3 separate regions of the Mus musculus genome follow, and regions 1 and 2 are each linked to region 3. A link is a contact called in public HiChIP or PLAC-seq data. All regions are on one chromosome and are shown on one strand. The core of a region is the stretch at or near the end of the contact, and the rest is flanking DNA. Distances in the headings are between cores, read along the strand shown. Region 1 holds the start of Jmjd1c (jumonji domain containing 1C). Region 2 has its middle 11 kb from the start of 1110002J07Rik. Region 3 overlaps Reep3 (receptor accessory protein 3).

Region 1 (3,939 bases), core at 1,026-3,525, 91 kb after region 3:
TGACAGAAGCAGAGTGATGGTGAAAGAGTCCTCCCTCCCTTCATCCCACAGTCATGGCTACACAGTCCATGGTGTAGGGAGGGCATGATGGCAAGAATGCCAGGAACATCAGGCACCCACAGTCAGGCTCAGGAAATGAGTGTTCCTCCCTCCCTCCCTAGTCGGTGGGCTCCTCTGCCTACAGAAAAGATGGCCTAACACCTCTAATCTAGGTTAACCCTCACAGACAAGCCTGCAGGCTCCTCTGCTAGGTGGGCGTGTGACCCATGACGACTGAATCCAAGGTTTGAAATCTCATGTTAACACTTTTAATTCCATATTATTTATAGTTAGGATTTGCTAGTAAAATTAAACAATATACCTACTCCTTAAAACAAAACAAAACGCCAGCAAAGAAATTGAAAAACAAAACAATACAAAAACTTTTAAGGTCTATTCTTTTGGGGAAAAAAAAAAAATCAAGTTTCTCAAGGTAGACTAGCATAAAACCTAAATGTCGGCTGTAGTATTGGGGTTGTAGGAGAAAATTTGAGCTGTAATTCTCAAGTACATTAAATGTATTAAAGCTGCCTGTGGTGGCATACACTTGAGAAAAGCAAGAGCGTGCGCTCAGATAAGCCCCATGATTAGCTAGTAAGAAATGCTGCTGTGGGGATCTGTGGCCTGGGAAAGCTGTTTCTCTCCAGAGTGTTGCTTTCGTTGTCTTTACATGCTTTTTAATGGACTGTTTTCCTTGTAGTAGTATGGTGTCATTGACAGTTGGGGATTAAGCAGTCTTCTTTAAAAAATAAAAGAGAAACAACAACAAAAAGACTTCACCCACACTGGGACCCCAACCCAGACCTTCCCACCAAGTAGGCAAGTGCTTTGCCACCCAGCAGCACCGTCTGTCCCCAGCCCCAATTTCCTTTAATGATTACTTTGTGCTGCAAGTTATAAAGCAGGGAGATCACTGATGGTTGGTATTTGAATATGAGACTCCGTTTAAACATCTTTATATGTGCTGCACTCTTTCAGTGGCTTGTTTTATTGGGCTTACTAACCTTAGGTGGGAATGAAGGAATCCAGAGCCGACAGCATGCAGATTTGTGCAGTTTTCCTAGCATCAGATGCCCATTATAGATGGTTGTGAGCCACCATGTGGTTGCTGGGAATTGAACTCAGGACCTCTGGGAGAGCAGTCTTAACCGCAGAGCCATCTCTTCAGCCCTGAGCTGATCTATTCAACTGACTTTGAGAGTTTCCAACTCTCCCACCGCCACTGTCTGTCTGTAGCTTTAACAGTTTAGTTTAAATGGTCTACAGATATGTCTTTTGTATTTATTGTAAGCACTCAGTGCTATTGTAAGGGTTTTCAGAAAGCATGGGGGGGAGGAAAAGATTTTTATAGGATTAGATGAATTTTTGAAGATGATAATCCCTGGAAAACGGCAGATTGAATTTTGATTCCCGTTTTCACAGATCTTTAAAATACAAGCATAGCGGTCGTCAAACTTCTCACTGCTATCTTGAAAGAGAGACTTGCCTGTGAGAACTGAGGAGCGATCAGAAGAGGAATTCCTAGCTGTCTTTGTCTGGGTTATAAAGTCCTGTTGTGATTGGACGGGAAGTAAAACCATCATTTATTTTCTTCAAGTGTGATTGGCTAAGATTCTTTTCTTTCCGTGGTCTTTTCCAGTAACTGACTCTGGAGCTTTCCGTTTTATTACCTATGTTCTAGTACGCGGAGTACTCGGGTTGGCTCTGAGACAGTTTGTGAAATTTAAGGATGTCGGTAACAGCTCGCGGTGGAGTGTCTAGCGTTCCTGTAAGAAGGCGGCACGAGGTGTAAATCTCCGAACTGCTCCAACACGGAATTAGAATTGCCGCCGGGAGGAATGCTGGTTTAGAGCCGCGGGCCGCCGAGGGGGCGCGGTGGGGTGGGCGGCGCGGCTCGCCCGGGGCCGCGCGGGGATCCGGGCTCCTTGACGACGGCGCTATGTGTTCGCACGGCCGTCGCTCCTGACATGCGGACCTCCGGGAGTTGGCTCTGCGACCGCGCGTGGGAGCCGAGCCCCGTCCCCGCACTCGCCCCTCCGAGGGGGCGCAGACGGAGCGGCAGAAGCAGCCTGGCTGCTGTCCCTCGGCGGCCACCTCTCGAGGCCGCAGCGCAGTCCGTGGGCGGCACTACTTGGCGCGCCCGCCGACGCCGACCCCCACTCCCCCGCCCGCGGAAGGACACGCGGCGCGGCCGGAGGGGCGGAGGGGTACCGGCCGCCTGAGCGGCCGCGCGCTCATTCCTGTCAGTTTGCCTGTGGGCCGCGCGTGAGGTCGTGGGCGGCGCGGCTCCGGGTCGTCGAGCGTGCAGGGGCGCTCTCGCTCGCGGGCCGCCTCGCCTGCGGTCGGCTCCTCGGCATGGGCGGCCGGTAGGAGCGGGCTGCGCTCGTCCCCGGCGCAGTGGCGGCCATGGCGGTGGAGACGCGGCCCGAGCTGGTGGGGAAGCGGTTCCTGTGCGTGGCGGCCGGCGAGGACGCGCGTCCGGAGCGCGGGCAGAGCGGCTGCGGGCGCGGCTGGCGGGCGGGGGTCATCCGAGCCGTGTCCCACCGCGACCGCGGCCACCCGGACCTGGCGGTGAGAGCTGGCGGGCAGCATGTGGCACGCCCCTCTGCGCGGGGCGGGCGGGCGGCAGGTGGGGCGGGCGGGCCCGGCAAGGGGAGCGCTGGCTGCTATGGCCCGACTCTGCCGGGCAAAACCATCCTGCGTTTGGCTTTCCAGCCGGAAACGATAGAAATGTTTTTGGTACGAGGGCTAGTCGAAATTATTTCTCCCTTTCTCCATCATTTTGTATTTTGTTTGTTAGAAACGGACAGTGCTTTAGGGAACTCCGGCTCCTGAGTCTTATATGGCTTCACGAAGGCTAGAGATAGTGTAAATTAGGGGTTTGAACGGCATTTAGTACTTCTAAGTAGCCTCCCCTACATTTATCAGTTACATAGGACACTGTCAGTGTTACCTTTCAGGAGAATAAATGTGTATTTATGATTTCGTGCCAGGATACATTCTTTTGGTCACAAGCGCATTCTCATAAGGGAATGGGATTGAGTGAGTAGACTGGAGATAGAGTTGAGTAAGTAGAGTGGGGGTAGGGAATATTAAGATATTCCCCCTTTGCATTTAGATCAAATCCACCATAAAATGCAAAAATAGTCACCATTTTGATATGGTTGTTGGAAGTTTCGAGTGTGTTCTTGCAAACCATTCCTACCTGCTATCAATTCCATAGTTCCCCACGCACTGTATTATTAGTTTAACCGTGTAAAATAGGCTTAGTTGTGAATACTTATAAGAGGAATTAAAAATAGAGACAATTGACAAAACTCCGCATGGCAGTTCTTTGTGCTAAAGGAAAAAAAGAACCCTTAAACTTTACTCATCTTAATGCTTACTTGTGATAGCTTCACAAAGCCGTTGCTTTGTGTTTGTGTAAAGATGCCGGAACTCATTTCTCTTTCCGCTTTGATATGAAAATTGAAGATTTTACGTGGAGGATGCCTGGGTAATGGCTTAGACACTAAAGCAAACACGGAACAGAATTATGTACTGTGTTCCTATATACGTGAGAATTAGGAAATTAGATTAGATAGTATTGGAGACAGTCAAGTTCTGAAACTGTTTTTGAAAGGTCTGTTGGAAAGAAAGGGATACAGAGGGAACAAACATATTCCAGTTGCCCACCTCCCTTATTTTTCCAAATAGCAAGATAATAAGGTGGTTGCTTAGAAGTAACAATTGTCAGGCAGTCACTGCTTTGAATGGGTGTAATCCAAAATCGTGGGTGTGGTGTGGGAAGATGTCAAGTTCCAGGCCTGCTGGGGTCACAATCAAGACTCTCTCTCTATATGTAGTTATGTATATGCTGTGGCTCACAGCAGTTGATTGGAAAAGAGAGAAGGGAGTTTC
Region 2 (3,902 bases), core at 443-2,942, 110 kb before region 3:
TGTAATAAAAATCAGTTAAGACACAACTTCAGAACATCAGCTGTCCCTTTTGGAGAGAACACTGAAATTTCTCTCCAGTATTTTTTTTCAGGTCTCCACTGTCTATCACCGTTTGACTTAGGTTAATTTCATCTTACTTACTTGATCCTGATAAGCACCTGGATTCGCAATCTCTGAGAGCTAGATTCCTAGAGGGTTTTTAGTTTTTTAGTTAGGGTTAGGGTTTTTTTAATTGGGGGGGGGTGTTGTTTGTTTGTTTGTTTGTTTTGTGCTATCTAAACACAGCACTTAGAAGCAGAAATGCTTTTTCTGTAAATACAGACAAAAGCCTGCAGGTATGGTGGTGCACAGCTGTGGTCTCAGCATCTGGGAGCATAGAAATTGGGACATCAGGAGTTCAGTGTCAGCTGTTTACACATAAGGAGTCCAACTTGAGCTACACAAGACTTCAGAAAAAGAAAGAGAGAAAAGAAGAAGGAAAGAAAGAAAGAGAGAGAGAGAGAGAAAGAAAGAAAGAAAGAAAGAAAGAAAGAAAGAAAGAAAGAAAGAAAGAAAGAAAGAAAAGAAGAAAGAGAGAAAGAAAGAAAGCAAAGCAAAATATCAAAACCAATTTAATTTTTTTAAACCAATTTAATTTAAAAAAAAACAACTTTTTATTTAAGTATGTCTGTATATGCCGTGTGTGCAGATCCCCTCAAAGGTGAGAAGAGGGTATCAGATCCTATGGAGCTGGAGACACAGGCAGTTGTAAACCCTCTGATAGGGAGGCTGGGAACCCGACTTGGGTTCAAGCACTCTTAACCACTGAGCCATCCTTCTCTGTAGGCCACCCAAACTAGTTTTTAAAGCTTAGTAACATTGTTTTTTGGTTTTTTGCTTTGTTTTTTGAGACAGGGTTTGTCTGTATAGCCCTGGCTGTCTTGGAACTCACTTTGTAGACCAGGCTGGCCTCAAACTCAGAAATCTGCCTGCCTCTGCCTCCCAAGTGCTGGGATTAAAGGCGTGAGCCACCCCGGCGCTTAGTAACATTGTATATAGCTCGTTCCCAGTGTCTCCATGAGAGTTCTGGCCACCAAACATGTGCTGATCATTGGATGTATGCCAGATGACATGCTGGATGCTTACGTCAAAATGGGAAATGTTGTTTCTGTCCTCACAGAGTCTATGATGCAAATGAACAAGCCACCAAAATTCCTTTTAAAAAAACATAAAAATAAGGAGTGATTGTGAACATCTGTAATCCCAGCACTTGCGGGGCAGAGGCAGGAGGATCTCTGAGTTCAAGACCAGCCTGGTCTAAAGAGCAAGTTCCAGGCCAGCCAGGGTTACACAGAAACCCTGTGTCGGAAAAACAAAAACGAAAACACGAAAACAAAACAAATCACGATGAAACTTCACAAAAATGAAGCCGAGGGACTTTATATTAACTTATCCCCAGCCAAGAGGAAGTAGAACTTTATCTTTATCAATTCATAGACAATCTCAGTCCTAACCCACAATACCTAATACACAGGAACACTGTGTTCTCAGTACCGCAGGGCACAGTCATTAACCTCAAGAAATCTTTAACTGCAAAGTCACTAAGCCAATAATTCAAACCCTTGATCACACGTGACGAAGCTTAACAGCGGCTCTGAGTTCTCAGCATTGCGCTCAGGCAGGGATCGCTTCCTCTGTGGACCTTGGAGGCTTGAAAGAAAGACTCTTGTGCTGAACTAATCCTTGCCTTGAGGAGTTTAAGCCACCACCGAGGCTGGGAGCCAGCTGAAGAAGAGTTGAGGCTTTCCCCAGTAAAGCCACAGCGTTCTGACTAATGACAGCAGGGAAAGTTGAAGCAGGGGAGTAAGCGGAAGTGGGGAGGAAGGAAGGGGAAGGAAACTAGAACGTTCCAAAGGGAGGCAAGCTTAAGTAGGTGCCGAGCCACAGTGATATATCTCAAATGAGCCTACCCCAGTGATCCCTGCCTTTGCTCTCTGCCAACCTGCCCTCGGATTTTGTCAGGTTTTGCCACTAACGGGGTCAAGAGGGCTCGTTGTACAAGATGATGTAGTATCCTGAGCCTTGTGGCTGCATAATCCGTCCCTCTCCACATTCTTTATGATGTATCCGCTCACTACGTACTCTCCATCTCTCGTCAACCTTCATCTCTCTCTCTAGGGGTCACTGGTCTCGAAAGTTTGCCCTATCTTCACTTCCGTTATCCATAGCCACCCTCTGTGATTAGCCAGTGCGCTTGAGAATATAGAGGAGATGGAGCCAGAGGAAAAGCAAGGCATCTTGGATTCACGGGCCTTACTCCCTCCCAGCTCTCTTTGTTGAGAAGCCTTTGTCTCCCAACATCTCCATCAAGATGTACATAATCCCTGTATTAAATTTCTCCTCTGGCAGGCACTTCAGTGGTTTCTGATTTTCTTACTTGCTCCTGACTGATGTATATATACATAGAGAACTGACACGTTAAAATTGTGACTTGCCAAGTGGTAGTTGTGATATTCAAGAGTGTAACACGAGCGCTAAATCCTGTCTCATCCCCACCCAACACACAGGGATTGCATACCGGATGATTGAAATAGATTTCTCTCAGTGAGATTTAGGAAAAGCCGGGTCACCAGCTAAATACAAGCTGCTGTCATTGCAAGCCACTGTTCTTGACGGATGTCATGAGGAACCAAGTGTCCTGCCCTGACCTTAGCAGCTGGCTCATCTGGGAGAAGCTGTGGGAAAGTGATGGGCGTTTGGCTCAGCCAATAGGCTTGGGCATGCTGAGAAACTGAAAACTTCCTTAGTTTATTTCAATTTACAGAACTGTTTCAAGGAGGTAGTTTCAAGATGAAAGAAAGAAATGTTTTTATTAAAGAAGGAAGGAAGGGAGGAAGGAAGGAAGGAAGAAAGGAAGGAAGGAAGGAAGGAAGGAAGGAAGGAGGGAGGGAGGGAGGGAGGGAGAGAGGAAGGAGGGAGGAAGAAAGGAGGGAAGGAAGAAGGAAGGCAAGAGGGAGGAAGGAGGGAGGAAGGAAGAGAGGGAAGGAAGGAATAGAGTCTCAAAAAACCAAAAAAAGAAAAAAGAAAAAAGAAAAGGAAAGGAATCGAGATGTTTCAATGATTAGAAGAAGCACTGACTGCCCTTGCAAAGTACCCAAGTTCGGTTCCTAGCTTTCACACTGGGTAGCTCAAAGCCACCTGAGATTCCAGCTCCAGGGGATCTAATGCCCTATTTTGGCTTCCATAGGCACCTGTACTTTTTATTTTATTTTTTTATTTTTTGGTTTTCGAGACAGGGTTTCTCTGTATAGTCTTGGAACTTACTCTGTAAACCAGGCTGGCCTCGAACTCAGAAATCCGCCTGTCTCTGCTTCCCAAGTGCTGGGATTAAAGGCATGTGCCAGCACTGCCCCAGCACCTGTACTTTTGTGCACACAACCACACAACACATACATTATACATATGATTTTTTTTTCTATTTTTTTTTCAAGACTACATGGTCCTGAAACTCACTCTGTAGATCAGGCTGGCCTCATAACTCACAGAGATCCACCTGCCTCTCTTTGTGCTGGGAGGAAAGGCAGGCACCGCCACCACCACCAGGCCTGATTTAAAACTTTTTTTAAAGTTTTTTTTTTATTAATTTATTTTTAGTGAAAATGAGGAAGTTAGAAATGACAAGGAAAAAAAAGAACAAGAGAGGCCGCTCATCGAGTTCACGAGTGTGACAGATAAAAGTGACTCGCCCTCAAGATGAAACAGCCCAAACGGAAAGGGAACAGGCAGCCAAAGGAGGAAGCAAGAATAAGGCCAGTTCCCTTTAGTCAGGACTTTCTTGTGGCCTTGCAATTCAGTGGAAATGCCCACAATTTGGGAAACCAGATTGTCTTGGAAAAATAAGAACTGAATGTTTTATTTGAGGT
Region 3 (3,917 bases), core at 315-2,814:
TGGTCAGTTAGAGCAGAAGTTCAAGGTTATCTTTAGCTACTTAGTAAGTTCAAAGCCAGCTTGGGCTACAGGAGGCCCTGAGGGGGGAAAAATAAATAAATTAAGCTGGGTGTGGTAGTGCAAGCCATAAGCCCAGCACTGTGGATGGTCAGATCTTTGTGATCTTTGTGTAAATTGGAGGCCAGCCTGATCTACATAGGATGTTCTAGACTAGCCAGGACTATACAGTGAGATCTTGTCTTTTTTTTTTTTTTTTTTTTTTTTTTTTTTTTAAGACAGGGTTTCTCCGTGTAGCCCTGGGCTGTCCTGGAACTCACTCTGTAGACCAGGCTGACCTCGAACTCAGAAATCTGCCTGCCTCTGCCTCCCAAGTGTTGGGATTAAAGGCTTATGCCATCAATGCCCTGCAAGATCTTGTCTTTTTTTTTTTTTTTTAATTTTATTAGGTATTTTCCTCATTTACATTTCCAATGCTATCCCAAAAGTCCCCCATACCCTCCCTCCACTCCCCTACCCACCCACTCCCACTTTTTGGCCCTGGCATTCCCCTGTACTGGGGCATATAAAGTTTGCAAGTCCATTGGGCCTCTCTTTCCAGTGATGGCCGACTAGGCCATCTTTTGATACATATGCAGCTAGAGTCAAGAGCTCCGGGGTACTGGTTAGTTCATATTGTTGTTCCACCTATAGGGTTGCAGATCCCTTTAGCTCCTTGGGTACTTTCTCTAGCTCCTCCATTGGGGGCCCTGTGATCCATCCAATAGCTGACTGTGAGCATCCACTTCTGTGTTTGCTAGGCCCCGGCAAGATCTTGTCTTAAAAACAAAAACTGGCTAAGAATAACAACAACACACCAATAGATGTTAGTTTATTCAGGTTTTATGAGACAGGGTCTTACTATGTAGTCCTGGCTAGCTTGGTATTGGATATGTAGACCAGGCTATCCTCCAACTCAGAGATCTACCTGCCTCTGCCTCCGGAGGTGTGCACCACTTCCCCCTGTTAGTTTTATTTAGAATAACGTTAAGAAGCCTCTGGATGTTACGCATGCTGACACACACTACTTAAAGACAGTGGGGAAGTAACCCGTACATCTCACTTACCCTTTCCTTTGATGACAGCAGGGGATGAAGGAACTTTCTATAGATTAAACTCGCCCCTCTAGTGTAGGGCGACAGCAGCCAAATGACGAAGGCAATCTTCAGCTCATAGTACAGGGGAAACCTAGCAAGAAGAAACCAAACCAAGAAGCAAGGCTTGCTAAGAGACAAAATAACAAGTAACAAGGAAATGGCAAAGTGTCTGTTTCCAGTGGGACAGCACCTATACTGACTCCGGTGGCTCAGAAAGGACAAACTGCTATCTAGACACTGCAGCTCTGGACAGCCACAGAAGTACGTGACAGACCCACCGACCCCAGGGGACAACTCCATCTGTCCCTCAGCTTTCTCAGAACTCCCTGATAATTTTCTCTCCAAGTTTCAGCTGCAGAAGGACAGTGTGGGAAGTACCACTAAGGGAGACTGGCAGCCAATTAAGTGCCTTTCCTGTCTGTGTGTGGAGTTACTTCCCCAACCCTGAATCATGCAAACTGACTGGCTAACACTAGTGAATGTGGCAGAGACAACGTAAGTCTTAACTGCTCTCTGATTCTTCCGATCCCCCCAACCTCTTGCTTTAAGCTTCTACCATGGAAATCCTTTCTTCTGCCTTGGTTCTGAAGCTTAATGGAGCCGAGGCCAACACTGCTGCAATCAAATACCTGCCTTGGGGACGCTTAGGAAGACATCGGCGTCTGCTGTTCTAACCTACTGTGCTTCACAGGGCTGCCTGCTGCCACACTGAGAGCTAAGTCACACAGGGTGAGAGAACCACGGGGCACCAGGATACAAAGAGCCCCAAGTCTGAGTTCTTGTGGTAAGGCAGACGGCCAGGATCAGTGAGGAGCAATAAGCGCACAGTCAGCAAAGATTCTCTGCCTCAGTGCACCTTAATGGAGGGCATGGACTCTCACTATTGAAAAACACAGAATAAGCCCCAACCACTGCGTGTGAGCATGCAGGTGTGTACGACATATGGCAGGGTGTGAGCCCCCATGGCACATGTGCGGAGATCAGAGGACAACTTTCAGGAGTCGGCCCTCTCCATCCAGATGGAACTCTGGTTGTAAGACATGCTTGGAAGGCATCTGGCCAGAATAAACTGTCTGCCCAGACCAGCTTTTAACATCCAACACTTTCTATATTTTCCAATAATGAACATAAGCTATATTTGAAATTAGAAAAAAAAAAAAAGAAGTCTTAAAAAAAAAAAGGACTGTCTGGGCTGGGTGGGGATACAGCTCAGTTGGTAAAGGGTTTGCCTACTGACATTTGAAAATCTGATACCTAGCAATGTGCTAACAAACTAACACGCATAGTGGCACATGTCTGTAATCTTAGCACTTAGAAGGTAGGGGCAGCAAGATCAGGAGTTCAAGGTCAGACTTGGCCATATGAAATCATGTCTCAAAATAGATGAATAAATAAAGAGGGGAAGGAAGGAAGGAAGGGAGGGAGGGAGGGAGGGTGGGCTTTAATCCCTGAAATGGTTGAGAATCTTTCGTCTGTCCTTCAAAACCAAGAGAAAATCCCCCTCCATCTACTCCAAAATCAACAAAGAAAGGAATAGGGATGGAGGGAGGGAAACGTGTATGTTGTGTGTGTGTGTGCACACACGCACACATGTGACACTCGTGCCTGCCTGTAGGTCGGTCCCCTAGAATTCAAATCACAGTGAATGGAACCATTTCTTCAGCGTTAAGGAGAACATTTCAAATGAGAAAAGAAAAATGGAGGAGGGTGAAGTCTGGCTCTGAGTATATACTAAGCATGTAGGGAGTCCTGGGTGAGGAGAGAGAGGAGGAGGCAGGGAGAGGAAGAAGATAGGGTCAAGGAAGAGAGGGAGACAGACGAGGAAAGCTGGGAGGGAGGCAGGGAGAGAGAGAGAGAGGGGGAAGCGGGAGGGGGGTTACGGAAGGAGAGACGAAGAGATTGCCAAGCACTAACTCATAAATGAGGACAGGTTAAGAACGTTTAAGTCTGGCCAGGTGTGACAAGCCCTGCATTTAATCTCAGCACTCAGGAGTCAGATGCAGGCAGAGCTCTGTGATTTCGAGGCTGCCCCCAGCAATTCCAGGAGACTTTGTCTCAGGAAAAAAAAAAAAAAAAAAAAGACTATTGAAGTCTGATGGTGTATATTTTTCCTCTATGTGACAACATGATGGAATGTTCTAAGAGAATGAGACCAGAAATGATGTGAAGCAGATACAGGAAGGAATAGAAAGGGACCACAGAGTTCAAGTGGTCACTCATAGGTACTGCAGTCTGATTATCTATCTATCTATCTATCTATCCATCCATCCATCTATCATCTATGTATCATCTATCTCTATCAATCAGTCTATCTATCATCTATCTATGTATCATCTATCAAGCCATGTATCAATCTCTGTATCTATCTCTGTATCTCTCTCTCTCTTTCTCTCTCTGCATCCATTTGCATTAGTAGCCCAGGTAAAGAAAAGATAGCTTGGTTAATTTCAGTTCCAGTCTACGATGCATGGTAAGTGGAAACACAGGCAAAGTTTTGTTTTTAATAAGAAGACTTGTAGTGAGAACTTATAAGAAAATATGTTTATTTTAATCCCAGGTGTGAGATCTGGGGTTACTTCAGACTGTCTACAGCAGCGGACTATGACTTGCCCAGAACTCTAGCAGGGGCAGGTTTTGCCAGCTGCAGATAGTTTCTGGGATTGTGCGACGTTTGGAATTCTGGGGACTTTTCAGAGGGTATATAAATGCTAGGGCCCAGAGAGGAGTGAGTGGGGGTTGTCGGTTGGTTGCTGTTGGTCTCAGTTTGTTAAGTAGTCGTGTGAA

What was found. HiChIP or PLAC-seq counts read pairs in DNA pulled down with a chosen protein or histone mark.
Region 1: an H3K27ac HiChIP or PLAC-seq map of microglia shows a contact between it and region 3, with 2.7 times the contacts expected there. The contact joins the promoter of Jmjd1c here to the enhancer-like site in region 3. A contact is called at or near these places in 6 of 484 Hi-C or Micro-C datasets (brown adipocytes, cerebral cortex, granulosa cells and 3 more), 3 of 115 datasets of contacts at active chromatin or transcription factors (bone marrow-derived macrophages, embryonic stem cells and microglia) and 5 of 9 other capture datasets (adipose tissue, bone marrow-derived macrophages, embryonic stem cells and 2 more).
Region 2: an H3K27ac HiChIP or PLAC-seq map of microglia shows a contact between it and region 3, with 3 times the contacts expected there. The contact joins two enhancer-like sites. A contact is called at or near these places in 12 of 484 Hi-C or Micro-C datasets (bone marrow-derived macrophages, cerebellar granule neurons, embryonic stem cells and 6 more), 18 of 115 datasets of contacts at active chromatin or transcription factors (the HPC-7 cell line, astrocytes, a beta-TC-6 cell line and 10 more) and 3 of 9 other capture datasets (adipose tissue, liver and pancreatic islet).

What each region holds. Positions count from the first base shown.
Region 1 is chr10:67,124,813-67,128,751 of GRCm38.p6, forward strand. It overlaps Jmjd1c (jumonji domain containing 1C), which reads left to right and starts at 2,276. Exons shown (of 26, transcript NM_207221.3): 1 at 2,276-2,610. The coding sequence starts at 2,446.
Region 2 is chr10:66,929,054-66,932,955 of GRCm38.p6, forward strand. No RefSeq gene overlaps it. Among named protein-coding and RNA genes, the nearest start is that of 1110002J07Rik, 11 kb to the left of the region's middle. Within about 2 kb of position 1,693, at least 83 of the 459 cell types and tissues checked have an H3K27ac peak or open chromatin away from gene starts, as enhancers often do. A contact at or near this core is called in the HPC-7 cell line, bone marrow-derived macrophages, granulocyte-monocyte progenitors and 1 more, where this site is marked.
Region 3 is chr10:67,034,782-67,038,698 of GRCm38.p6, forward strand. Reep3 (receptor accessory protein 3) reads right to left here. Exons shown (of 8, transcript NM_178606.5): 4 at 1,104-1,224. It overlaps Gm31763 (predicted gene, 31763), which reads left to right. Exons shown (of 7, transcript NR_110511.1): 4 at 1,683-1,862. Among named protein-coding and RNA genes, the nearest start is that of Gm31763, 32 kb to the left of the region's middle. Within about 2 kb of position 1,565, at least 19 of the 459 cell types and tissues checked have an H3K27ac peak or open chromatin away from gene starts, as enhancers often do. A contact at or near this core is called in the HPC-7 cell line, bone marrow-derived macrophages, granulocyte-monocyte progenitors and 1 more, where this site is marked.